4 separate regions of the Sus scrofa genome follow, and regions 1, 3 and 4 are each linked to region 2. The links are chromatin contacts, called in public Hi-C and HiChIP or PLAC-seq maps. All regions are on one chromosome and are shown on one strand. Each heading gives the region's core, a stretch centred on a gene start, on an enhancer-like site or on the middle of the called end of the contact. The rest is flanking DNA. Distances are from core to core; before and after follow the strand shown. Region 1 overlaps TPRG1 (tumor protein p63-regulated gene 1 protein). Region 2 holds the start of BCL6 (B-cell CLL/lymphoma 6). Region 3 overlaps TPRG1 (tumor protein p63-regulated gene 1 protein). Region 4 overlaps TPRG1 (tumor protein p63-regulated gene 1 protein).

Region 1 (6,675 bases), core at 3,468-5,967, 1.2 Mb before region 2:
TGTAGCAGTTTTATTTGGTTATTTCCAGGAATATTAATGAACACTCTAATCGCCTGAAAGAGTTTGTTTTCTTTACCCAGGATGAGCATTACACATTAAAAGGGCAATCGCACTTGGACAAAAAACATAATACTATGGCCCTTTTACGGTGTACTATTATAAGTTTAGATGAATGAACTCTAACCCTTTGTTCTGATCATAGCTTGCCTCTTCTCAAAAACATCCACAGCTCTCCACTTTCACAGAAGTCCAAAAAGTCTTGTCATTCTAGTTTCTTCTCAAGAAGCCCGCCAACTGACATATTTAAACTTCTTCTCTACCTCATGTACCCTAGACCACAGCTCTTTTCTACAGACTGTAGTTCTTTCCTGCCTTTGTCATGCCTTTGTTAACCTGGGACTCCTCTCCTACTCTTTACCATTTTTACATATGAAAAACCCATGTGTTCTTCAAGGTTCGACTAAAATTCCCCACCCCCCACCCCCGTCCCATCATTAAATGGGACTATGTTGTCCCATTTAATCTTTCCAGCGGTGATGTCTCTATGATTCTTATCTCTTTCTTATAGTGCAGGTCACAGGCCACCTTGCATCTATCAGTTTAAGTCCATGCCTCCTCTCTCTCTTTACCATTAATTCTTTGAGGAGATGGACTGATTTTAGACATCAAGATCCATTTATTTATCAAACGTTCCCTGGATATCTGCCCTGTGCCTACTGTTTATAGAAAATATAGGCACCAGTAAAACATTGATATTGGGTCATGGGATAGTAAAAGGAGATGTGGAAAAAAATGAAGTTCTTGGTGTAAATTCCTTCTCCTGGGTGTATAGTTCAAATGCTGTAGGTGGCACTCGTCATTCAGAGACCTCGTTCTTTCAAGAGCAAGCCGGCTTTCTCCTCTGGTAACGAAAGTCCCTTCTCGTAATGACATCCTTGTGGAAACTTTTGGCTCCAGTCAGTAGCCATCTTTGGATCACAACCCAACTACTAGTTTTAAAGGGCAATTCAACCACTAGCCCCAAGCAGAAATGCCAATGTCACCGTGCCCTTCTCCAATTCAAAAGAGTGGGCGTCATAGAATTCCAGGGCCATTCCAGGGCCGAAATTGAGGTGGTGAGTGGCATGCTGTCAATATACACAAGCCAGTCCCTGGAGGAAGTTGTCGCCCAAAAAAATTTCAACAGGCTGAGCAGAGGATTGACTTTGGTGACAGTCTGCTTCTTAGTAAATCAACAAATTGTTCTTTCACCTGGGGAAAATATGAAAAATACAGAAAATACGTAATGTCACAGAAGGTCAAACCCAAAAAAGGCCTGTGTGATATGTGGTCCAACCTTGCCATGTTGGCCGACGGAAAAGCTGAGGCTCAGAAAGAATTGGCTCATTCCAGGTCACAGAGAAAGCCAGGGGATGTGTCAGGAGCTTCTCCACTACCTGATACCCCTGCTTTCTGTTCCTGGGGTCTTTATAGTGCTCCTTCTGTGTCCTTTTCCATCTGTAGCCTCTCCGTATTTTTTCTTCAAATAAAGGACCTTATTTTCATAAAAACTCAGACTTCATTCAGCCCTCTATTCAAGCTGGTATTTTGTAAAGCTTCAGATTTACTTTCTAGTTTGGATTTTGTCTGTACATATCCATGCCTCTGTTTTCTGAGAAGGACCCATTGATTTGTAACCTTAGGAGACAGGTGAAAGTAGAAAGACCTTCTGGTTAGTAGGAACCAAAGTATTCTTCCTGGCCTCACAAAGGAGAACAAACAGTGGATGGACAGTATGGCCAGTGCTGCCGGGCGCCAGTGGCGATGGGGCCCAGGCATTCTCTGGCTTCTTTCCATTGTTCCCTTTATGCAGGTCATTGGACAAAGAGTTCCAGGGCTGGTCCTGATGGTGAGCTACCACAACTCTTGTGCAAGTAACTCTCCCCCTCTCAGGGTATCCATTTCCTCCTCTATAAAATAAGATACTCCCCCAGTCTTAGCAGATTATATGTTGTGATGTGATGCTTTACCTAAATGCCTAGGAAAACTATTTCATTTTCTATCTTATTGTACTTTTCTTCAGGCAAGACCGAGTTCATTTTTGCAAGGGATTATCAAGTGTGCCCCCAGCAGCTGAAATATCATATAAAGAAATAGTCCAAAGCCCTGGAGGTGAGGGCTGTCTCTGCCCCAGCTAGCCCAGTTATTTACATAAACTCTCTGGGACCCTATCTACTCACCAGCAGGCATAAGATGACACTTTCCTCCTTGCTCTTCACTCAAAACCCACTTATTGAAAATCAACAATGGACCAGGGTTAGCATGAAGTTTTTGATACGTAGCAATCTCTTTCTTTTTTTGTATTTTCTAGGGCCGCACCCATGGCATATGGAGGTTCCCAGGCTAGGGGTCTAATCAGAGCTGTAGCCACTGGTCTACGCCACAGCCACAGCAATGCAGGATCCGAGCCACGTCTGTGACTTACACCACAGCTCAGGCAACGCCAGATCCTTAACCCACTGAGCAAGGCCAAGGATAGAACCCACAATCTCATGGTTCCTAGTCGGATTCATTAACCACCAAGCCACGACAGAACTCCCCTAGAAACTGGATCATTTCACATCATTTCACGAGATGTAGCAATCTAAACAATCTATGAATACCTTAGCGATGGAAATTATTACCAATATTTTAATTCACCTCTGACTTAAAACTTATGTGTCTAGCAGACTTGGATGACCCAAAAGGGGATAAAATACATGCCAAGATAGTAGAAAAATAAATGCAACCAAAAAGCATAAGATAGGCAGAGAAATTGATACTTGATAGTTCAAAAATGTCATTAAACTTGTCATTAAAGTTCGTTTTCTTCTTTCTGATAATTGTTTTATGACATAAGATTTTTCCAATTCCTAAAGATGTGACTATTTTAGTTTTTCAAAGTTTGGGGCCTTTTAAGGGGACGTTGATTTTTATAAAGAATCCAAATTATTAGGCTTGAGATCTATGTCTGATTTTATATTTGACATTGAGCATTCTTTTTTTTTTTTTTATTTTCCCACTGTACAGCAAGGGGGTCAGGTTATCCTTAGATGTATACATTGCAGTTACAGTTTTTTCCCCCACCCTTTCTTCTGTTGCGACATGAGTATCTAGACATAGTTCTCAATGCTATTCAGCAGGATCTCCTTGTAAATCTATTCTAGGTTGTGTCTGATAAGCCCAAGCTCCCGATCCCTCCCACTCCCTCCCCCTCCCATCAGGCAACCACAAGTCTCTTCTCCAAGTCCATGATTTTCTTTTCTGAGGAGATGTTCATTTGTGCTGGATGTTAGATTCCAGTTATAAGTGATATCATATGGTATTTGTCTTTGTCTTTCTGGCTCATTTCACTCAGGATGAGATTCTCTAGTTCCATCCATGTTGCTGCAAATGGCATGATGTCATTCTTTTTTATGGCTGAGTAGTATTCCATTGTGTATATATACCACATCTTCCAAATCCAATCATCTGTCGATGGACATTTGGGTTGTTTCCACGTCCTGGCTGTTGTGAATAGTGCTGCAATGAACATGCGGGTGCATGTGTCTCTTTTAAGTAGAGCTTTGTCCGGATAGATGCCCAAGAGTGGGATTGCAGGGTCATATGGAAGTTCTATGTATAGATTTCTAAGGGATCTCCAAACTGTTCTCCATAGTGGCTGTACCAGTTTACATTCCCACCAGCAGTGCAGGAGGGTTCCCTTTTCTCCACAGCCCCTCCAGCACTTGTTATTTGTGGATTTATTAATGATGGCCATTCTGACTGGTGTGAGGTGGTATCTCATGGTAGTTTTGATTTGCATTTCTCTTATAACCAGCGATGTTGAGCATTTTTTCATGTGTTTTTTGGCCATCTGTATATCTTCTTTGGAGAAATGTCTATTCAGGTCTTTTGCCCATTTTTCCATTGATTGACTGGTTTTTTTGCTGTTGGGTTGTATAAGTTGCTTATATATTCTAGAGATTAAGCCCTTGTATATTTGCATTGAGCATTCTAAGGCAATAAAAAGACTTGACACAACAAGGACAAGAAGGCTCGGTGTGTAAATGTGAGGGCTCTGTGCAGAGGCACATGCAGAATCTGCTGGATTCTTCCTCATTTGAAAGCCTAGTAGAGTAAGCTCAGGAGGTCCAAAAAGAAAAAAAAAATTATACTCTGCTCTGCCACCAGAGGGCCCCACCACCAGGTAACAGGGCAGAAAATTGCCAGCTTCTGAGTAAAGGACTCAGGCTAGGAAGTTCTACCTCCTAGCTTAAAAGTGGTAATTGAGACCATGAGCACCTCACCCATGCCCTGTGTGTGATTTTGGTTTGCTCCTTAATAATTGCAGAAGTATCTCCCACATGTTGTATACTCAATGACTTAACTTGATTCTCACAGTTTTCCTGTGAATGCGGTAGTATTGCTATTCTCCTTTTCCAGATAAGAAAACTGAAACTGAGAGTAAGCATTTTACCCAAATCACACAGCTAGAGACAGAGTCTGGATTTGAACCCGAGACTCTGATTTCAAAGTTCAAATTCTTAGCCACAATACTGTTTTCCCTGTAATCTGGATAACTGAAGAAGTAGTTCATCATCTTGGACCTGGCAGTGAGTTCAGAAAATTTAATGATCAGGCTAAGCAAGACTCTAGGCTGTGAAATGATCCAGTTTCTAGGGGAAGGCGAGCTCCACCCTAAGGAAGTGAGAGCAAGCAAATAAAGGAGAGGAAGGGAGGAGCCTAGAGCTACCCTAAAATAGCTGTGGCTGGTCTGCCCTTTAGTGCCCCCTCCCTCGGGACTGACAATGCCCAGGACTGACAGGAGGAGGAGTCCCTTGGGAAAGATGTCAGTCTAAGGAATAGCTGTCAGAGCCCAGGCAGGGATGCCTGAAACTGCATCTGAGCTGCAGAGGAGGAATAATAGTGAAGAGCACCCCACGTCTTCCATTTAAATTTTTCACCCAGCTCAGTCCCTACTGAGTTGTGCCCAGATCCTGGGGAAAGAAGACCTGCAAGTAAACCCTTAATGGGGTGTTTTCACCTATGGTCACCATAAGGCTTTGGGAGCAAGGGGTTACAGAACCATGGGAACAGTGTAAGGGACAATGACTCAAAGGAAGGGAAGGGATTCTTGCCGTCTCACAGACATCAGCAGAAAGAACACCAGCATCAGAGGTGATACCAGTTTTAGAAGGAAGACACGGAAGTCCTCCTCATGGGGGACACAATGGCATTTTGATTCCACTGGTAGATGCCAAGAGCCTCAGCATAATGCAAAGCAGTTGGCCTGAGGTGGGATTTAGAGGGCGAGAAAGGAGCCCAAGGGAACCCTTGGCATGACTCTCTTGGCACCAACCACAGGGCATGCCAGCAGCAGGGACAGTGATTAAACCACCAGGGAAACAAGCTCTTTGGCAACCAAGACTGAGCAGGTTTATTTTTGCATTCATGGGTCTATCTCTGGGGACACATTTCTCATGAGAAATGAGATCCCACTTCATGGAGGGAGGTGAGAGCCAAGAGTTATCACCTGGTTGCCGAGAAACTCTCTTAAGGATGGAGGGATGTCTTTTAAAGTATGATCCATGGTCTGGTTCCAGTAGGTTCTTGAGATTAACTTATCAGGGAATGAATGTTTGTGGAGAGAATTCCATAGCAGACTAGAGCTATGATAGCTAACTTTTTGAAAGCCACTTTCAGCTTTAATGTTCAGTGGTTCTTTGAAAAATGAAACTATCTGGAGCAAGAGGGAAATGTCTGAGACTGATCTCCATTCTGAGGTGCCATCTGGATTGAGACAAACTTCACTCATTTTCCTGGTTTTCCCAAAAGGACAGGAAAAGAGGTGAAAATTCTCTCTTAGTAGCTTTCTGTTCAATACTAGTGTTCTGCAAAAAATTGAAAAAACTTTGTGGTGTAGTCTGGTTGTGGCACAGAGGAAACAAATCCGAGTAGTATCCATAAGGATGCAGGTTTAATCTCAGAGGTCGGGGATCCAGCGTTGCCATGAGCTGTGTTGCAGGCTGACAGCTATAGCTCCGATTCCACACTCTAGCCTGGGAATATCTATATGCCCCAAGTGCAGCCCTAAAAAGCAAAAATAAATAAATAAATAAAAATAAAACAAAAAATAAACAAAATTTTTTTTACAAATGACATTTACATACAGTCAAAAATCAACGCTACACTAGCCTCGGAAAATAATTTAAGACCTTCAGACTTTTTTATTCTTTCATTGTCTAGGACACTTTTATAAGGAGGATTATTTGTTTCTGGCTATTAGTACACGTTTTCCGCAGCCATGCTCACTTATGGAGATGCTTCTCTTTCATTATGTGAAGGGAAAGAGCAGAAGTGGCCTCCCTGTCTCTGGAGCCTCCACATGTCTGCACTCAGGGAGGTCATGGATTTCTCTTATTTGGCTGCTGCTGAAACCTATCACCACCACCCTCTTCCTGGGTTAAGAACTCCCTTCATTCTGTGGTAACCCAACACTCACTCCACTATATTCCGAATGCCATTTTTTAAATGATTTTTATTTTTTCCATTATAGTTGGTTTACAGTGTTCTGTCAATTTTCTATTGTACAGCAAAGTGACCCAGTCGCATGTACATATATGCATTCTTTTTCTCACATTATCCTCCATCATGCTCCATCATAAGTGACTAGAT
Region 2 (6,751 bases), core at 2,568-5,067:
TTCTCGTTGGAGCCGGCGATAGGCAGAGAGTGTTCTGTGAAATCCGCTGAGTTGAGATCGACTACGTTCCGGGAATGAGAGGGCTGTGCCATTCCCCTCACTGCCCCCTGCCTTGACAGCGTAACAGGAAAAAAAAAAAAAAAAAAAGCATACACAATGTTAGCTACCGAGGTGCATGAAAAGTTTTATTTGAATGTAACCAAATTAAAGGGCTGCCACCAGCGTATCTACTGGCCTCCGCCGCGCCTGCGGGGGCTTCGACGTGGACCAGCCGAGGCTCCGGGATCACGCCCGCGGGTGGGCGGTCCCTGGCAGACAGGTACAGTGTGGTGAGGGTGGGCAAATCCGCAGATCTGCACCGGCTGGCCGGGGCCGCAGGGCTCGGGGTGTGTGCGCTTGTAAGCCAGCAAGAGATGGGGGCTGCCTCTGGAGGCGGGAGGAAAAGGTGGGGTCTTTCTTATTGGCTGGCTTCTCTCTTCCCCTAGCCCCTAGCTCTTTTCTCTTGTCTCTCTCCCCTTCGTCCAGCCCTTTTCTTCCTCTTCCCCCCCCCCCCACCTTTTTGAGGGGGAGTTCCCTCTTTTTTCTTGTTCAAACCCTTAAAGGATCTGCTTTCTCAAGGTGCCTCATTGAAAATAATATACAGGCAAATGGCCAAAGGAGAGAAAGTGTGTGGGGGGTGGAAAAAACCCTGTTTTACTCTCACTTGGCTGTTACTGGGGCTAGAGCTGGGCTGGGGGTCAGGGGAGTCCAGGTCTGGGCCTTTGCAGATGTCAATTTCTGACAGCTCTGCTCTCTTGGTTGTCTCTGTGGACGGGGTCTTGTCTGTGGCGCTGGTGGAATGGCTAAAGCAAGTAGGATGTGTCTCTGGCTTTGCTTGGAATTAGTTCTGAGATCTCTGGTAAGCCTTATCCCCTGAAGCCTCAGTATCCTCCCGGTAAACTGGGGCTTTTATGAGGATTAGGTACAATAACGGATGGGAAAGAACTGAGTGGTCCCTGAAAAACAAGCCAAATGCTAGTCAGGCTTCCACACCTCCAACACCTAGAGGGAGGCAGTGTTGTCCACAGCCACCATGACCCACATACTAGTTGTGGCGTCTCCTAAGATAAAGCTCGCTTAGAAAGGAGTGGAGTTAGTAGGGACAAGGGCTTGGTGTATGGTGTTTGTTTTTGTTTTGTATTTCAAGCCAGGCAGAGAGGTTTAGGGTGAAAAGTGCCCATTCCTAGGGCCTGGCTGACAGTGGACACAGGGGAATTATTTTGTTTGTTTCAATCCACATCTGGAGTGAGTCACTGCCACTGGTCAAGGTGAAATGGCAAATCTGGGCTTCCTGTGGTTCCAGAAGTCTGTGACTGGAAATCCACAAGTGAGATGGTGGTTGAAGCTGGTTCAAGGATTGCCTTAGGTATTCCAGAAGTGTTGAGAGGGTCTCTTCCATGGGAGAAGAGGAGAAACCTCACATGTGTCTTTAGCATTCTTTTTCCAAGGAGACAATCCTTGAACTTGGGTTAGGACCAATTTAGTGTATCTTTCTTTGCCCATCTTGAGTTAGGATGGGGAGAGGAGGAAATAGGTTCTTTGTCTTTTTCTATCCTCTCCCTTCCCCCATTTCCTTCCCCCACCCCCCTCTCTCACATGCACACATTAACCTTGAAGCCGATGAGATTGAGTGACTGGCACTTGGGACCACAGAGAAATGTCAGAGTGTTTGGTTACAGACTCAAGGAAACCTCTCATTTTAGAGTGCTCATTTGGTAAGACTCAGCAGCCTGGAATGGGGGCAAAGTGTTTGTGTGGGGGAAGGAACTTAAAAATGAGATTCACCCACATCAGGGTGCTGTCTTGCATGTTCAACAGCACGTAGGCTGATTTGGAAAGGGGACAGGAATTTGAGCCAGGAGACCTAGGGCCGGGCCGCTCACCATCTATGTGGCCCAACATGACCTCCCTGGCCTCAGGCCCCTTTACCCAGAAAAGAGCTCTAAAGGGTTATGCTTTAAAAAAATCGATGGAGGGGTGCTGGGTTGGGGATAGGGTTCAAATGTCGTTTTGTTTCACAGCCCACATGGGATCGTAAATGAGAGTCTTTCACCTATGCTTTGAATTATTTTGTTTTAGGGAAACCAATTTGGAGAGGGTCCATATTTCATGAGTGCTGCCTGGCCAGTTCTCAGCTAAACCACACAGTCAAATCTTTCACCAGCAGGGGGAAGCACAAACTTGGAAGTTTGTAGCACTAGATTTGATCTTAGCCCCAGGAGGCTTGGGAGAGGAAACTTTGCAGGGGTGGGGGTGGGGGGCAAATATTCTGGAGAAAAGAGTAGATATGTCATCTCAGGTTGTATTCAGATTCTTTATTCAGTCTTAAGTGTTTCCTGACAGTCAGGAAATGCTGCCTGGCTGTTTGTCCTGAGCAAGCCATTTGAACCCAAGTCTCAGTTTTGTCATCAGTGAAATAGGGATAAAGAGATTGACCCTGTTGGCCTTGTGGAATCATTTGAAGACTTGAAGGATAATATTTTAGCAGATTTTGAAAAGTGGCCTGAGTTTTTAGGCCTCTGAAGGATCATTCTCATTAATATCGAAAGAATAGTTTTTCTTTTTTTTTTTCTTTACCATAAACCCAACGGCATACATTTCTTACTTTGAGAAAAGAAATACATGTGTGTGTGTGTGTGTGTGTGTGTGTGTGTGTGTATGGATGTATGAAATCGTATTCCCAATACTCGGGGTAAAAAACATTATTATTGCATAGCTTCGAGTGCCTGTTGTTTCCGTAAGAGCCGAGCTGGAAAAAATGTGTGCTAGCTTGTGGTAAAACCGCACCAGCTGGCAGGCTGCAGCTATCAAAGTAAAACTAAATATGTGTGTCCTAAAATAAGACTATAGTGGACAATCTTACATTCATTAAATCAATTTCTGTTTGCTTTTTTCTCTTCCCTGCAGGTTTTAAGCAAAATTTTGGACTGTGAATCAAGGCATTGGGTAAGTAAATTGAATTATATGCTTTAAAATTTTGTGGAGAAACTGTTTCTTTCAAATTTGCCAATGCGTGTGTTTCTGTGAACAGTGCCACTTTTCCTTAGATGAGATAAAGGAGAGTGTGTTGCCTCTCCATCACAGCCAGCCCTGCCCCCAACCCCTTTACCCTGGCATTGGACTATCTTAACACTGTTGTGTGATCATTCATTTCCTTACTCAGTTCTTGGTTCACGCTAATTTCACCACCTACTGTGTACCAGCAATGTGCTTGGTGCTCAAGATACATTCAAATAATTCTGAAGCCTGGTAGAGGAGAGACAGATGGTAGCTAGGATAATGAAATGAGATACTGATGAGAATAGCTGTGATTTATGAGAAATTCCACTAATTTTTACAACCCCATGGGTATTACTACTCCCATTTGGGGGAAACTCAAGCCCAGAAACCATAAAACAAGCTGCTCCAAGTCACACAGCTTGCAAAAGGTATGGCCAACATGCTAACCTTCAAAGCGTGCCTTCTCTCCTCTGTCATACTCATTGCCTCTCAATGCTGGTATCTGGGAAAAAAAAAACAAACAAACAAACCGAAAACATTCATCCAATATTCATTCCCTCCTCTTTCCCTTATAGGGGTTTCTATTAACAAATTGGATAAAGATTATTATCTCATTTTTATAGACGTGGAGAGCAGTGTCCAGACATGGGTCATGAACTGTTCAAAAGCAAACACAAGGGAGCAGGCTGGCCCACCTGCTCTGACACTCCTGGGAAGAAGGAACTAGGTCCTGGAGGAGTAACAGGATTTTAACCTTTTCTTTCAGGTGAAGGAAAAATGGCCTCGCCGGCTGACAGCTGTATCCAGTTCACCCGCCATGCCAGCGACGTTCTTCTCAACCTTAATCGCCTCCGGAGCCGCGACATCTTGACTGATGTTGTCATAGTGGTGAGCCGAGAGCAGTTTAGAGCCCATAAGACGGTCCTCATGGCCTGCAGGTGAGGGATCTGGAAGCAGAAGGCAGATGATGGCTGTAAGGGGTATGCTAGTGCCGGCTGCCAGTGCGGAGCGTGGGGGCCCCATTCCGGGTTTGGGATCACGTCTCCTGTGTCTCCAGATCTTTAGCACTGTCCTGGCAGGGTGGGTTCCCAGGAAGCAAATGAATGACCACACTTTTAGAAAAGAAAGCATTTCTATTCGGTGGGAATAGAGGAGAAGAAATCATATACCATCTCCAGAGATGTGTTTGGGGCAAATCTGGTGAATGACTTCAGTGAACCAGTGAAATAATGAAAAGTGAAAGAGAGTTATAAAATATTTTAAGCAAGTTAATTTGAAATCTTTTGCTCTTTTATTTTCCTGTGATTTTTATTTTATGCCGTGACTATACTTCCACAGGTCTTTCAGAGCATATGTAAGTTGGTGAAAGTGATTGACAAGTATTCCAAGGGTTCAGAGCAGTTTTATGTTACATCATCTCCCTGGATCTTCCTAGTGGCCTGTGTTGTAGGTGGCATGACTAGCTCTGTTTTGTAGATGATAAAATGAAGACATTCATAGGTGAACTGATGTAGAGCCAAGGATCCCAATTGCTAGTAGAGGCTTATTCAACACCTACAACGAGCACTTTTTTTTTTTTTTTTTTTTTTTTTTTACCAGCAGAGAGAACAGAGGTTTATAGAGAGATAAAAAGAATAGATAATGCTCACCAAGTGCTTACCATGTGCCAGGCATCATTCTGTCCCTTTTACATTTTCATTCCTGCCACAACCCTGTAAGATAGACAGCATGTTTCGTGCTGGGCAGATAAGGAAAGCAAGGTGCAGAGCAGTGATGTAACTTACCCAAGGTTGCATAGCTACTTACGGGGTGAAGTCCAGTTCATTTCTGGCTGCTCGCTCAGAAGGAGCAGAATTCAGATGTCAGTCGAGAATTCTGGCCTCTAACTGAGTGCTCTTTCCTCTTCCAGACATCATGGTTCCTGGAGGCATGGCTTGACTTTGACTTGGCTCTCCTTGGAATATGGATCTTGTAATAGTCTATGGACTTTTAGAGAGTCAGTAAACCATAGATGGCAGGCGTCATTTTATTTATTTGTTATCAACACCCAACTGGCTTCTAAAACAAACACTAAGAATTTAAAATTAAGGGTAATGTATTGGAACAAGAAGGAAAATGCTTATCCCAAAGATAGAGACTAAAATAGTTACTACAAATGAGTGCTAAATTTAGCTCTGGTAATCCATGAAGTTAAGACTAAAAGGAATCCAGGTTCTGTGACTTTGGGAAAATCACTTGACTCCTCTGATCTCAGTTTCCCCATTTGTAAAGGGAGACAAGGAGAGAGTCTACTATCCTTGGCAAGGTTGTAAGGAACACAAGACAGTGTGTGGAAAGTGCTTAATGACTCTCTGGCATTGATTAAGCCCTCTATAAATGGCAGCTATGATTAATTGCCAAGGAAATTCTGGAGCTAGGTCCAGGATGCTGACTATAACTGATGATAGTTTCTACATGTCTGTTATAGTGAGACATTTCTTTGTTTTACAGTGGCCTCTTCTACAGCATCTTCACGGACCAGTTGAAATGCAATCTCAGCGTGATCAATCTGGATCCCGAGATCAACCCGGAGGGGTTCTGCATCCTCCTGGACTTCATGTACACGTCTCGGCTCAATCTGCGGGAGGGCAACATCATGGCAGTGATGGCCACAGCTATGTACCTGCAGATGGAGCATGTTGTGGACACTTGCCGGAAGTTCATCAAAGCCAGGTGAGCTGCTACCCAGATGGAAGCCTTGGAAATGGATGGGATCAGAAAGGATCATAAACTTTTGATAATGTGTGCATGCAGTAAAAAGAATCCTCTGTGGCATGCCACAACCTAACTTTCCACTGCGCTTGCATACTCCTGCTATCCAGATATGCCATGGGCATCCCTGCTTCTTGCTTCCTGCCATTCACTTGATAGGCTCTTTCCTCCCACCCATCCTGAAAAACCATGCCTGGATGCCAGCTGCTTCATAGATGTTTGTGCAATTATCACTTAGCTCTTTCCTCAGTGTTTCCACTATGTCCCAAAGCCTTTTGCTGGTCCCATTGACCTTGCTTCTATTTTAACTATTTGCATATGTGTTTCAGTTCTCCTTTAGGCTTCTGTTGTAACTATTTACATATGCCCCTTAGTTCCTCCACCAGAGCATGTCTTTTATGTCACCCTGCTCCTACTAGAGAGGACATTTATTGAATTAAAGTGGGTTCACTGGGTCTAAGCCCCTGTTGAGGGCTAGTAAGACACGACCACCATTGACAGGTGAGGAACCTTCAAGGCACAGAAGTGAAGAGCTTTGCTAAGTGGAACAGAGACTCAGGGCTTGACTTCTTTAGAACCATTTGATTGCCTCCCTTCTCAAACAGAGAGGTTTCCAGCCTCCGTTTGATCATCTCCAGGAGCTAGGAACTCAGTGTTCCCAGAGCCATGCAGTCGACCTTGGACAGTTTGAAAGCTCCTCTATATGGCGAGTTGAAATCCGGCTTCCTTCACCTTTACTCCTTGGTTCTGGTTCTGTGAACTGGGATCAGACTGAGCTGGCCTATATTTTGCCCACATAATATCTTTTCCAGTATAGGCAGCCTGAACTCTTTGTCTCCTGTGGGTGATGATGGTGGCAAGATCCTCATTGCTATCATTTACAGGTGCTTTCTCTGGGTCAGGCCTTGTGCTCCAGGTCACAGAGCTGCTAAGTGGCACAGCTGGGACTGGAAACCAGGTG
Region 3 (7,322 bases), core at 828-3,327, 1.4 Mb before region 2:
GGTGTAAATAAGAAATTTGGGACTAACAAATACACACTGCCATATATAAAATAGATAACCAGCAAGGACCTGCTGTATAGCACAAGAAAATCTACTCAATATTCTACAATAACCTATAAGGGAAAAGAATCTGAAAAAGAATAGATAGAGGTATAGGTACAGTTATATTAATCATTTTGCTATATACCTGAAATTAACATAACATTATAAATCAACTAAACTTCAATTTTAAAAATTTAGAAATTTTATAAATGAGGAAACCAAAATTAACAAGGAGGAGACTTTCCTAATCAAGAAAGTGATTCCGTATGCAAATCCCTGAACCCTTAACCAGGGCCTTTCTCAAAAACCTATTATAGAAGCTTACATCCTTCAAGAGCTTACTGCATAACATATTTTTCTAAGCATTTTATAGGCATTATTTCATTTAATCCCCAATACTATAGATACTATTACCCTCTCCAGTTTACAAATGAAGAGGCTGGGGCATAGACTGTTGTGTGCCTTGCTCAAGGTCACCCAGAAGCACACCTCAAATTGGCTCCCAGGTGGCCTGACTTCAGGACCTGCTCTCTAAGCTCTAGACTATCTACACTCTACCTCTTCATTATAGACTTCAGATGGGACAGAGGTCACAAAATGGGGCCTGTTTAACCTCAAAAATCCCAATCCATTTGAGGACAGATAGGAATTAGGTACACAACAAAAGGAGTTGACATCAGAGAAGCTCATGATTCAGATCCCACCATTATTTATCTACATGATTATACACAAGTGAATTGACCAGTCAGTTTCCTCATCATTATTTCTTGTGGATATATTTTTTAAAAATTGGGAGCATTAACAAATGAATATGGATTTTTAGAACTCTTTAAGGAACAAATCATTTTAGCACTTTACAATTTAAAAAACACTCTCATACCTATCACTTAAATGGGCTATATTTAATGAGCTAGGCTTGACAGGAATTTTTATCATTGACATTTTATAGATTGGAAATTGAGAGCCCAGGAATTAAAGTGAATTGTCCAAATTGAAACAGTAAGAAAATTGATGTGGTTAAGATTAGTCAAAGCTTTAAATTTATGGTTAATCTTAGAAACTGAGTCTTCCTCTCTTTCCTCCACTTTTCAGGAGATTATATACATAATAGGATTATAAAAATTAAATTTTAAATTAAGATGTGGGAATGAATCCAATTATGATAGAAATAAGATTTGGGGTTTTGATCTCGAATAAGGAACAATTACCAAATCTGCGTGTTAGCAACTAGTTAAACCAGTTACCCTGTAGGATAAACCAGACCTTTTATCATTTCCTGATTTTTGTGTCTGGTGAATGTTTTAATCCAAGAGAATCTTCCTTCATCTCAAAAATAAATGATCCATAGTCTATAGCTTTCTCTTGTCCATCACCCTCTCACTGCACATTAAGCCAAAGACAAAAGAGTGAATAAAACAAAACAACACTGTTTTGTAAGCACCCATATGTGGAATATGCTGGCACATGTTCTGCTAAGTTCCAATAGTCCTATTCCTAGAAAAGAAGCAGAATCTACATTAACAGGAGAGGTTATCTTCTCCCAGAGGGACAGAGAGGAGGAAAGGAAAGGAGAGAGGATGAAAAAAACAGAGGCAAGATCATAGAGAAAGAGGAGAGGAAAGGGAAGGAAAAGGAAGGAACAGGAGGGGAGAAGGGAGAGTGAAGGGAGAGAGAAAAAAGGAATAAAATATTATTTATTAAAAGAACACTGGACAGGAAATTGGAAGAATTGATACTGAAACCCAACTCATTCTAAATAGCTGATGGTACCTGAATCTCCGGACCTCTCTTGGTATCATCACTTTTTTCATTTCTAAAATATAGTCAATCCATGGTATTTATTCTTGGTATTGAAGGTCAAATGGCACAGAAGATGTTAAAGCTCCTGGTAAACAGTGTCAGCATGACCACCTAAGGCCAGCAGGTGCTAATATTGTCATTGTGTTTTCTTTTAGCAAGGGAATTGCTCACTCTCTTCAGTCTTTCCCCTGAGTCAATTTATGACTATTTAGCAGCTGATTTTCCCTTGCCTCTTCCTCCTTTTGCTGCCTGCTGCCGCCTGACCTCTTACTTATAATGGTGACTTAATGCCCAACCAAGCAAGGCCAATTGACTTGGAAATAAAGATAACAATCAAATTAATCTATTTAGTTCCATGTTAACAAAATCTTTTATCTGAGAGAAAATCAGAACTTGTTAACACCTGATATCTAGAAGGCATATTACTAAGGCTTTCAAGGTATCTAATTAGAGTTGTACAATAAGACTATTAATGAAACAGAATGACAATATGAATGACCTTTTGATAGATGAGGAAACAAAGTTAGCGGTTGTAAAATTGGGACCAAAATCCGGGGCTCTCCCCCTAGTCCAGAACTCAACTATGGAAGTTTGCTAAAAAAATTGAGCGGAACTTTAAAAACCACCCCTTCATCATGTTTCTAACCCCAGGGGCCCAGAAAAGGCCCTTTAATTTTTAACAGCATGCTAGATGCTGGCACAGGCTTTCTTACTCTAGCCCTAGAATGAAAAACTAAATAAAGCCATACGAGTTAATTAAGAGGACTGAAATTATATCAATTCTCTGCAGTAATAATTGGATGCCTCATGGGAAATAAAATCGAATATGCCATAAAAATGAAATTTGTCTGGTAAAACTAATGAAAGAAGGGAAGTGAAAGACAATAGAATGTAAGAATAGTATGAATATGCAGATTTCTTATGCTTCACTGGAGGTTTAATATATACTACTGAAGATGTCACATCAAGTGGAAGCATATTATCTAAATAAACAACCACTGATATAGCTGATAATGATACTTATAAAAAACTTAAAGTAAATGATATGGAAGTATAAAAAGAAGATTAAAAAGGGAGTTGTTAACATAAATGAGTTTATATTAGAGGGTAATAGATAATAATAATAATTGTCACTGCTGTGGTTTGATCCCTGGCCCAGGAACTTCTGCATGCCAGAGGAAGGAAGGAAGGAAGGAAGGAAGGAAGGAAAGAAAGAAAGAAAGAAAGAAAGAAAGAAAGAAAGAAAGAAAGAAACAAAGAAACAAAGAAACAAAGAAACAAAGAAACAAAGAAACAAAGAAAGAAAAGAAACAAAGAAAGAAACAAAGAAACAAAGAAAGAAAAAAAGAAACAAAGAAAGAAACAAAGAAAGAAACAAAGAAACAAAGAAAGAGAAATAGTAATTTAAAAAAATTAATTACCTTCTCTCAGTCTATGACAGATCAAAATTTAATTAATAAATTTATCCAAAAATTTAATTAATAAATAATTGGAAAAGACAGAGAAAATATAAATAACTTAATGATAATGGATCTAAGTATCATTTATCAAATACGATACAAAGAAAGCAGAGACTTCACCACATCCAAGTATATATGAAATGTTCATACAAATTAAGTATTGAAATGTAAAAATATTCAGTAAATGGCAAAGAGTAGAAATAGTAGAGACAACTTTCTCTAAACACAATGTAATAAAACTAGAAATTAATAATATAACTCAAGAGAGTAGGCACACTATAGTCAAGCTTCTGAAAAGCAAGCATAAAGATAACATTTGAAAGCAGCTAGAGAATATACAGAGGAATAACACTTCAAATGACTATGAACTTTTCTTCAGAAATTATGGAGACCAGATGACAGTGGAACAACACACTGTGAATGCTAAAAGAAAAAAACTCAAGTCAGAATTCTCTAACTAGAGAAAACATTCTTTAAGAATGAAAGTTAAATAAATGTCACCTCCCCCCAAAAAAAAGAAAATAAGAAATTTATCCCAGCATATTACAATGCAAAGTGCTGTGTATTTGGAAAATGACATCAAAGAGAAACCTGACTCTTCTAGAACAAAGAACATCAGAGATGAAAACATGTGCTTAAATATGAGACATTTTATATCCTGCTTTCTTTGAAATACATATGATTTCTTAAAGCAAAATTTATAACATTATCTTGCGGGGTTTAAAATGCACTTGAAAGTAATACATGTGACAAACTATAAAAGAAAAGGCAGTGAGGAGGGGATGTAAATGGACCTCTATGTATATGTGTACATATATACATTTATATATATTTATATGTATATAAATTTCTGAGTATTATGTTTTGATGTCTGACTGAGAAGAGATGCCTCCCTTAGGGGTAGCCCATTCTTAGAGAGAGTGATGGCCCAATCCATGGACTTTGATATGCAAATTAAACAATCCAGAGGCAAACCTTCTCTCTCTGGCCCATACTTCTCATGAGGCAATATTCCTCCTCCTTGGCTCAAGGCCAAGTACCAGACAATGAAGAACTACCTGTAGCTTAAAGCCTACAAAAAGTTTTCAAACTAGCCAATCCTAAACTCTTTACCCTGCCCTGCCTTGCCTTTCCAGTAGAAACTCCAATAAAGGACTTGGCCTAATTTCTCCCCTAGCTCCTGCCCCTTCTGCCTCTTGACAGATACTATGTATTCTTCTATGGCCCTGTATGACACCTTCTTTGGAATTTGTGAGCATAACAAACTTTATCCTTCCAAGCCTATTCTTTTTCCTCCTGTGACCATACTGACTGTATAGTGCCATTTCCAATGTGTACATTTTTAGAACAATATGTTTACAAGGTTTTTATGTTTTAAGTGTAGTATTATAATAGTAACCCTGAGTACACTATGAAAAGTTAAATATTTATATTCCTAGAGCAGCAGTTCTCAATCCAGTGATTTTTGCCCTGAGGGCACATTTGGTAATGTCTGGGGACATTTCTGATTGTCATAACACAGAGACAGGATGCTACTGGCACCTAGTGGGTAGAGGCTAGGGTTGCTGCTAAACATCCAGCAAAGTAAAAAACAGCTTCCCACACCAAAAAATGGTCCTTATCAAAATGTAAATAGATTGAGAAACTCTGTCTAAAGCAACTACAATATTACATAAAATGTTATAACTAAAAAGCCTAAATACATGTGTATATCCATATATATACTTATATGCATACATATGTAATACACATATATATATTTAAGAGGAATATTTAAATACTTAAAATAATTTAAATATTTAAAGAGAGGGTTAAAAAGGGGGAAAGGAATAAAAAATACAAGGGGGAATGGAAAACAAATAATAGGTAACTGTCTTGACTTCAATCATATCAAAATTACATAAAATGTGAAGGGACTAAATACTCCAATTAAAAGGCAGAGATTAACAAAACAGATTAAAAGTATGACTCAGTTGTGTGATCTCTACAGATAATGCACTTTTAATACAAAGATAACAAATGGATGAAAAATGTACTATGCAAAAATAAGTATAAAATTGATAGAGTGGCTATAATTATACGAGATATAAAGTAGGCTTTTAGACTTATGATATTTGCAGAGACAAAATAACATTTCACAATGAAAAAAGGCTTGATTCATCAAGAGAAAACATACTAATCAAGAATGTGTATGCATCTAACATACTTTCAAAATACATGAAGCAAAAAATAATAAAATTAAAGAGAAAAGAGAAACAAATTCTAACATTCCCCTCTCAGTAACTGATAAAAAAATCTAGACAGAAACTAGTAATAACATAAATAATTTAAACGCTATCAAATACATTGAACAAATTGATAGCTATAGAAAACTATACAAAAAATATTTTCAATGCACATAATAAACTCAAAAGATGTATTATAATTCAGTCAATAAAACGAGTCTTAATATATTTACAAGGATTAAAGTCAGAGACAATAGGTTTTCTAAATTAAAATTCAGTAATATTAAAATATCTAGAAAAAATCAAAATATTTGGAAATGTGCCAATTCAACTTCTAAAGTACCTATGGGTCAAAAAAAAGTTAAAAAAATTAGAAAATATTTCTGAGGAAAGATTGCAAAACATACAAAAATCTGCAAGATGTTGTGAAAGCAGCACTTAGAAGGATATTATAGGTTTAAATTCCCACATTAGAAAGGAAGAAAGGTCTAAAATCAATGCCCTTGGGTTGCAAATTAAAAAGTTTTAAAAAGAAAAACAGAAGCAAAAGAAATGAAGAAGGAGAAAAAAATGAAGAGTAGAAATCAACCAGATAGAGATCAGACAATTGTGAAAATTGGCAAAGTGAAAAGCGTGCCCTTGTTAAAACCAACAAAATTTATAGGTTCATCAACAAGAAAAAAAAAAAAAAAAGAGAGAGAGAGAGAACATAGATCACAAAAATTAGGAAAGAAGACATTAAAGGAATAATAATGGAATATTAACTATGTATGCTTTCAAATAAAATAACTTAAAAAATAAATCTTGAAAAATCACAATTTACCAAACAACACAGAAAAAAATTATAACTCAATATTTATAAAATGAATTAACTTTATTATCTAAAACTATCCTACAAAGAAATTTCAGGACCAGAAAAATTCCCTTGCAAATTCTATCAAACATTCAAGGAAGAGATAACAGCATTTACACACAAAAGCACTTAGAAAATAAAAGAAGGCAACAGTTTCCCACTTGCTTTATGAGACCAGCTAACCCAAATACCTGGCAAAGATATTGCAAAAGAATGAAAATAAAAAACTAATGTTCTCAAGAACATAGACAAAACTCCCTAATAAAAAATTAGCAAACTGAATTCAACAATGTATAGAAAGGACAATACTAAATGTGTTTATCTTAAGACTGAAAGATTGATTTAATATTTGAAAATCCTATTAACAAAAGGATTTTTTTAATTAGGCAAGCTGATGGAAAATAAATATGCATAGATAAATAATTTGAAAAGAAGATTAATAAGAGGGCTGTAAATATATCAGATATTAAAATGTTATAAAATGTTATAGTAATTAAAACCCTTTTGTACTCTAATAAACAAGAAATGGAATGGATAATCCAGAAATAAACACAAATAAATATGTAAAATATAAACTGATAGAGAGGGAAAGATGGAGTATTGAATAAATGATGTTGAAAAAACTAGCCTGCCATCTGGATTAAAAACTAAAGCTGATTGCATATCTTCTTCCTTATTTAAGGTAAATTCCAGATGTAACATAAATGTAAGGATTTTTAAAAATAAAATTACAAAACCCTAGAAGAAAATCTGAAAACCTGTTTTACAATTTGTGTAGAGAAAATCTTTCTCAAAAAGAAATAAACTTAGAAGCCTTGAAAGAATAAACATCTGATAACCTAAAACTCAAAGACAGTAAAAAAAAAAAGAATGAAAGAAAGAAAAAAAGAAAAAGAAAGAAAATAGCATTTTAAAGTTACAAAAGATATAACAAATGGGAAA
Region 4 (7,162 bases), core at 4,451-6,950, 1.3 Mb before region 2:
TTGGAAAGCTTTTCAGGAGATGCTCTGCATATGCCTCATGTTTTCTGCCCAGCATCCAAACATTCTTCCTATTTCTGAAGACTATTCCATGGATGAGAGTTATACATGAGATGAACTGCCTTCTATCCACCTAAGAAAAAAAGAGCTTCCTGCTCTTGATTTCTAGCTTGATAGACATATGATCTAGATTTGGTCAACAGGCGCCTCTAACAAGAGGCCTGGCTTTGGAGGGATGATGGGATTTACCCACGGTGCCTATGGTGAGGTCCAGTGGCATCTAGACATGGCACAGTCCTGGCTAAGCAGTAATGGCTGAAAGACCCTCAGTGCACTGAGTTTTCTAGGACTTGGTATGCTCAGGCCTTTGAAAGGCGCTCTTGGCCAAGACTGCCTTGGCTTCTGCCAATGGTCCCAATCCAGTCCTCCTACTTCTCCTCAAATCAGTCAGCCCTCTCTACCTTCCAATTTGTTCTTCTTTATCATACACTAGTCCAAGTTTTTGTTGCCTGCAGTCAAGCCCCCTGCAATAGACTTGGAGGAGATCTGGAATAGGTAGATGATACTAGCAACCGACCCAGATCCCATTTGCCAGCTGGTACACCCATCTTGCAGCCACTGAAGGTAATGCAGCTAAAGCTTATGCGCATGACGTTCAAAGACACATGGGACATTGCTCCATCCCTCACCCCTTACATTCAGTGACAGACTGATCCAGGAGTCAAGGAGCCCATACTGCTTGTTTCAGGTTGGAACCACTCTCGTGTGTGAACTACACTCCAGACCTCCCCTGAATCAGAATAGGCTTGCTGTCACCTGAGATCATGCTGTTGCTCAGCAATCCCTTTCCCTACCCCACTTTCCTCATTCCCTTGGAGATATTTTTCCGCAGAGCATGCCCTCAATTCACCACATTCACCTAAATCCCTTCTCGACTTTTGCTTCTAGGGAACCTGAATTAAGACAGATCTCCACTGATAGCCAGGCAAAAAGAAATAAAAATTTATTCAAAACAATCCTAGCTAGTGCCTGGCACCCAAATGCCCACTCTATGCTAACAATGGTGTCTGTAGAAGTCTGATGACAGTAAACTCACTATCTGATATCACCTCCCACCCCATCTATGTTGTGCTCTGACTGTCAGAAGAAATATTTTCCTCAAGTTAAAAAATTTTCCCCTATATATGTCATTTCCTTCATCCTATTTCTCTTCTCTAGAGTGAACCAAGCCACCCCTGATATCATTTTCATAAGATAGCTGTGCAAATAATTGAGTGATCCTTCTTAAGTGGTCTCTTCACCTAATGAGCATTCCTGGTCCTGATCCTTCTTAAGTGGTCTCTTCACCTAATGAGCATTCCTGGTGGAGCAGACATACCCACCCCACCATCACACAGTCCTTTGCAAAGGAAACCATCCATGTACTGCCTTCACTGAGGAATGGGTTTTCCCTCCAGGTTTAGGAGTAGTTATATGTATAGGCTAGAACCTGCTTCTGGCCAAAGAATATCAGACCAGGAAGTGCCCATGATCTAAGAGCTGCCAAATTATAGGATAATCAGCAACTATAGAGAGACTTGAAGAAAACAACCTACCCAACCAAGGGCCATGGTAATTAACCACAGCAGTCAGAGCGTGTCTCTCCAGATTTTATAACATGGAGTAAATGATGCAGCTTGGTAACATGAAGAGAAAAGAACAGACTCTAGGAGAAGTAGAAACTGACAGAGAGCTGAGTTGTACTGAAGATGAAGCACAAGATCAAGGCAGGTGTGTCTGGCCCCACAGTCCTGAGAGCAGATCTAAGTCAATCTGTGGGGTCCAGACCACCTTCCTATTCCAGACACTGTGAAGCCTGGTAGTTAGGTTGGCCTGGCTTCCAGTAAACCCAGAGGACTGTTTCTATGTGTATGTCCCCTAAAATTAATCTTCCATGACCTGATCTTACTGAAGGGTGTTTCCCTTTCTCACAACCAAGGGAGCTTAACACCTTCAATAACTAAGTACAAAGGGCTCTATTCTAAAGCCCTTTGTTATGTGTGGTTTTAGATAAATTTAGGGACAAATTTGATTCTCTGTAATACATACATCTACAATGTACTTACATTATGAAGTGAGAAGACTGTTGCTGGGGTATCAGCTCTACCTCTCAACTCAACTTGGCTTCTACTACATTGGTGAGTGTCTCATAAGTCAATGTCCAGGAACCTGCTTTGTGAAAGCTTGAACTATTGAACACCAAGACAATCAGCTCTAAAGGACTCATTTTGGAGGTATGCTTTCCCTTGGAATCATTTGTGCTGATCTTTGTTTGGATAACTTCAGAAGAGAAAGGGAGCCAACACTGGGCTTTTACTAATTCAAAATGACTCAGCAAGTTCAATCGAAAGATCGGGGCTTTTTTGGTACCTGAGGCAAAACCAAGGAAATCGAAGGCACTGTCAGAGATGGAAGATCCTGGAGAGACAATGTCTTCACTTCACAGATGGGAAAACTGAGGTTCCATGAAAAGCGACTTACCCTGGACCACATGCACAGAAGCTGGGAGAGGTGGGGCTCTAGCACAGGTGTCGTTACCTCCAGCCTGGCTCTTTCTCCATCAACATCCACTCAAAACCCTGCCCTCAGGAAGCTCCAGAGAAAGCCAAATAAACCAGACAGTACATGAGTCACACTGCACTGTTTTATTGATTTTAATTAGAAATTATTCCAGGATGAAAAAAAGGACCATCTGGTCTTAAGGAAACTTTACTGAGGGCCCATGTGTCTTCTTTATCTGAATACATACATTGAAAAATCCACTGAAAAAGTAGTTATTGATCATGCCTTTTGATCCAGGTCCCAAGCCAAGCACTGAAACCTCCATCCTTCAAGGAGGTCAGAGTTTTTTGTTTTTTGGGTTTTTTTTGTTTTGTTTTGTTTGTTTGGCCACCTGGTCCAGGAACCAAGCTGCAGTTGCGACCTACAACCCACCTGCAGCAACACCAGATCCTTAACCCAATGTGCCCATTGTTTAACAAAGGGAGACAAGCATGAGTGAGTAACATATGTGATCAACTGAGTGACATATGTGAGCAGTGGATATTCATACACACTGCACAGTGTGCAAAAACCCCCTCCTCCACCTTGCTGTCTTTATTAAGGGCTTTAGGTTGAGGGACATTTCCATTTTCTCTAATAAAACAGAGAAGAACCCCAACCCATTCATTCTAAAGTGTGATATTCACTCTCTTAATGTTTATTGAACTTGGCTCTGGGTACCTAAAAGGACACTGGCCAGTGTGTCCTCAGGAAAATAACAATTAACTTAAGTAATGCGGGCCAGAGTTGATGCAAAAGTAATTGTTCAACCGTGTGGAAAATTCTGTGTACATAATCAAGTCCTGGGAAAAGTCTCAGTGAAAGTTAACATCTTTTTTCTGAAAGACTCCAAGAAAAGGTGGGGGCCTGAGTTGGAAAGATGTGGCAGATGTCAGCTGCCAGATGGCGAGAAGGAGGCAGTTCCGGACACAAGCTTGAAACAGAGAAGCTAGTGTGGGAAGGTGAGAGCAAACTGACCCCATCATGCAGCAAGAGTGGGCAAGGCGTGAGGAAAGACAAGGAGCAGGAGAAAGAATTAGAGGAAATGCTGTTGGGTGGGTGGCATTTGTGTTTTGCATTTGAAAGTGTAGATCTGAAAGGGCAGGAAGATAACCACATTGGTGGAACAAAGCAGCCTTTGGCCATGGCGGGGAGGGGAGGACCAGTCACACTTGATCAGCTCTTGGATTGAAATCTCTCTCCTTGTGGCAAATGCCATCCAGAGGCTACATGTCTTAACAGAACAGAAAGACCTGCTCCTGTAGATCTCCATAATTCAGTCACTACTCAGATGGCTCTTGAATGCTTTCCCAGAATTCAATTCTTAGAATGAAAGCAATGATTTGCATGTCATTAGTAAGAGCCAAAAGATTCCTTCTCAAAACTCCATCATAGATGGTCTGTGGGTTGAGGATGGCACGTAAGTGTAGATACTGAATGTGAGTTAATATATTGGCCAGCAGACAAATGATGCTTCATAGACACTCAGAGATAGCTGGTCTCTAGCCACCTTCCTACATATTGTCCTCAAGCAGTAGGGACAGGGAACGGGTGATATAGGTTTTGTGCATAAGAAAGTTAATTTATTCATAAAATGGGAGTTACCATAAATGGGATCTTCAGAACTATCAGCAGCTCTAGTAAAAAGCATGGGAAAGAAGTCAATTGGAAAAGGCTATATCCTATATGATTTCAACTATATGACATTTTGGAAAAGGCAAAACTTTAGAGAGAGTAGAAAAGTCAGTGGTTACCAAGGAGTGGGGAAGGGATACATAGGCAGAGCACAGAGTATTTTTAGGGCAGTGCAACTCTAATGCAAGCTATGGACTTTGGTTGATTATGATGTGTCAATGGAGGTTCATCAGTTGTAACAAAGGGCCACTCTGGTGAGGAAGCACTGATCATGGGGGAGGGTGTGCATGTATAGCTGTAGGGAGGATATGGAAAATCTCTCCTAATCTTCCTCTTAATTTTGCTGTGAACCTGAAACTGCTCCAAAAAAAATAGAATATTTTTTGGAGGTCTCGTGGTGGCACAGCAGAAACAAATCCAACTAGGAACCATGAGGTTCCCCTGGCCTCACTCAGTGGGTTAAGGATCCAGAGTTGCTGTGAGCTGTGGTGTAGGTCACAGACATGGCTCAGATCTGGCGTTGCTGTGACTGTGGTGTAGGTCGTCAGCTATAGCTCTGATTAGACCCCCTAGCCTGGGAACCTCCATATACCATGGGTGTGGCCCTAAAAAAAAAAGAAAAATAGAAATTTTTTTAAAATGAAAAATAGCAATTTTTGATTAAAAGATAGGAAAAGATCTGGAGCCTAATATATAAAGACCTATGTCAGGAGAGACAGGATAGAGTTACCTCTAAAACCAGAGCATGTGTGTCATGTTAGCTAAGGGACACTCCACAGGAGTAGGTATCAAACCAGGTTCTGCTGGGCCTTAGATATTGCCCCCAAAGCAGCTATATGTACCAAGGATGGGAGAGGTGGAGTGGGAGACAATTCTTCCACTTCCGTCTGAATATCCATGGTTTCACTTAGTTCACATAATGGATTTCCATAGGAGACTTCTGCTAACAAGAGGATCTGGATGCTTTGAAAGCATATATACAGACGCTTGTTGTCTGTATTGCTTTACCACCAAAATCTGACTCCATCTTTTTCCTTCTAACTAAACTTGAGCGGACTCACTGCCTTGCTCAGACATTCAAGGTCCTTCACGGTCTGGCCTCAACCTTCTTCCAGCTTTTACCTATAGCTGCTTTCCCATGTTCCTTTCTTACCAACCAGACTACCTCACAACTTACTCTTTACATTCCTAAAACGGTACTTTTCAAGTTATAATTACTTGCTAACATGTCAAGTTCTTCCATTAGACTGGGAGCTCTTCAAGGGCAAGGACCATGTTTTGTTCATTGCCTCTTTGTTAACGAACAGGAGGAAAAAGCCTGGCCCCTTCTCAGTTGTTTCTTGCAAGAACTCTCAAAAATGCAGTGACCAGAAGTTCCCACCAGATGGCAGTGTGTGGACATTTTTCCCCTTACCAATCAGAAGGGAGAGGAAGGGTTTACAGCAAATTGCTTTTCATTTCCGTCCTTGTGAGACTGACAAACAAATCTCCTCAGACATCAGGACTTGTAACTGGGCAGGTGAATTCACATCGCTGAATCAGAATCTCAGGTGGCCCTTGTATTCCCTAGATACCTCTTCTCTCTAAAAATATTCCTTCTGCAAGCTGAAAAAGGATTATACTGTTCTGTGTTCTAGGACGGAGGAACTTGGAGTTGAGTCTGATTGTCACAGGCACAAGGTGACCATGTTTTCAGCAGTGAGGAAAAATGGTCACCAACACCCACTGATTGCTGCCATCTGTTGAGGTTCCTTCACCTCCTGCCCACCCCCATCTGCAAGACCCAGGCTGCAAGCAAAAGTCAGCCAAACATGCCAGCTAACTTGTGAAAATGGCATCTTCTCTGCATTCTTGTTTCTTTTCCCATTTGAGACCACGGAGCTGGTTGGCTCAGGAGAGCTGCAGGTGCTCTAATCACAGAGCCCCTCGCCTCTTTACATGGGGACCCTGTGCTCTGCTCTGAGCTTCTCAGAAGCAAAGGGTTCCCAAATGGAAGACATTCCCAGTCCAAATGAAAAACAAGGAGAAACATACCCAAAGGAGCTCCCAACTAAAAATGCTCAGGGGAAAAAAGGACCTCACTTTCTCACTTCCATCTGTTTCTGTGTATCTCTACCCTCACCACAGTCTAAGAAGCCACAAACTTCCCTTCTTGCTCCTTTGAAATCTGCTGTGTTGCCTTGACAAACTAGATGCTCTAGTTTCTCTAAACGTTACTTATTCCTAGGGATTTCTCCATCCTCCACTGCTAGAGCAGAGGTTATAAGGGGATATGAGTCAATAACATTCTGGAGAGTTCAACCTATTTTAACAAAACCATCTTCCAAGTCCCTGTAGATGGGCCTCACTGGGCTGACTCTGCCCCACCCTGGGCAACAGGCTTCATTTAATGATACCAGGATGGTTAGCACCCAAGTTCTAGTGTCAGCAGACCTGGGTCAGATTCTAACTCTGGGTCAAATTCTGACTCTAATTGTGTGATCTTGTGGGAATTTCTTAGCCTCTCCAAATCTCAGCTTCCTCAGCAATAGAATGGGGAAAATATCTACACGTCACAGAGGGAGGTTGTGCCAATTAAATAAGGCAGGTAAAGAGTTTAGCATGGTGCCAGTTCAAAGGGTACTAAATAAATGCTAAGAATCACTGCTAGCATCAGCAGAAATACTCTGCAGAAGACACGGCTCCCTAGAAGTAATTCTTAGTGTTACACTCAGCACAGCTTCAGAAACATTTAAAGAATCCAAAAGCTCTTCACAAATCATGTCGGGACCCATCCCTTAAGTGAGATCCATATTGCTCTCACATACTTATTCTTTCTTTCAGTAGGACTTAGCTGAGTATATAAGCTGTGGCAAGCTCAGGCAAGGCCATGAAGACACCAGGATATATGAGACATGGTTTCTGTCCTCAAGGAGCTCACAGTGCACTGAGAAGCCCACCCCTAAGCAAT

What was found. Hi-C and Micro-C count contacts between places; a contact is called where the count stands out from the background. HiChIP or PLAC-seq counts read pairs in DNA pulled down with a chosen protein or histone mark.
Region 1: a Hi-C map of alveolar macrophages shows a contact between it and region 2, with 1.9 times the contacts expected there. The contact joins the enhancer-like site here to the promoter of BCL6 in region 2. A contact is called at or near these places in 3 of 47 Hi-C or Micro-C datasets (alveolar macrophages, embryonic fibroblasts and heart right ventricle) and 2 of 2 datasets of contacts at active chromatin or transcription factors (alveolar macrophages and skeletal muscle).
Region 3: a contact with region 2 is called in an H3K27ac HiChIP or PLAC-seq map of alveolar macrophages. The contact joins the enhancer-like site here to the promoter of BCL6 in region 2. A contact is called at or near these places in 2 of 5 promoter capture datasets (fetal skeletal muscle and liver), 9 of 47 Hi-C or Micro-C datasets (brain, embryonic fibroblasts, fetal heart ventricle and 6 more) and 2 of 2 datasets of contacts at active chromatin or transcription factors (alveolar macrophages and skeletal muscle).
Region 4: a Hi-C map of subcutaneous adipose tissue shows a contact between it and region 2, with 3 times the contacts expected there. The contact joins the enhancer-like site here to the promoter of BCL6 in region 2. A contact is called at or near these places in 24 of 47 Hi-C or Micro-C datasets (adipocytes, alveolar macrophages, blood and 15 more) and 2 of 2 datasets of contacts at active chromatin or transcription factors (alveolar macrophages and skeletal muscle).

What each region holds. Positions count from the first base shown.
Region 1 is chr13:126,604,978-126,611,652 of Sscrofa11.1, reverse strand. All of the region lies in intron 2 of TPRG1 (tumor protein p63-regulated gene 1 protein), which reads right to left. Among named protein-coding and RNA genes, the nearest start is that of TPRG1, 78 kb to the right of the region's middle. Within about 2 kb of position 4,717, at least 1 of the 83 cell types and tissues checked has an H3K27ac peak or open chromatin away from gene starts, as enhancers often do. A contact at or near this core is called in alveolar macrophages, where this site is marked.
Region 2 is chr13:125,386,929-125,393,679 of Sscrofa11.1, reverse strand. BCL6 (B-cell CLL/lymphoma 6) reads left to right here and starts at 3,817. Exons shown (of 8, transcript NM_001315701.1): 1 at 3,817-3,977; 2 at 5,530-5,751. The coding sequence starts at 3,817.
Region 3 is chr13:126,790,811-126,798,132 of Sscrofa11.1, reverse strand. The region is part of intron 5 of TPRG1 (tumor protein p63-regulated gene 1 protein); the gene reads right to left. Among named protein-coding and RNA genes, the nearest start is that of TPRG1, 260 kb to the right of the region's middle. Within about 2 kb of position 2,077, at least 1 of the 83 cell types and tissues checked has an H3K27ac peak or open chromatin away from gene starts, as enhancers often do. A contact at or near this core is called in alveolar macrophages, where this site is marked.
Region 4 is chr13:126,699,014-126,706,175 of Sscrofa11.1, reverse strand. The region is part of intron 2 of TPRG1 (tumor protein p63-regulated gene 1 protein); the gene reads right to left. Among named protein-coding and RNA genes, the nearest start is that of TPRG1, 170 kb to the right of the region's middle. Within about 2 kb of position 5,700, at least 16 of the 83 cell types and tissues checked have an H3K27ac peak or open chromatin away from gene starts, as enhancers often do. A contact at or near this core is called in alveolar macrophages, retroperitoneal adipose tissue and subcutaneous adipose tissue, where this site is marked.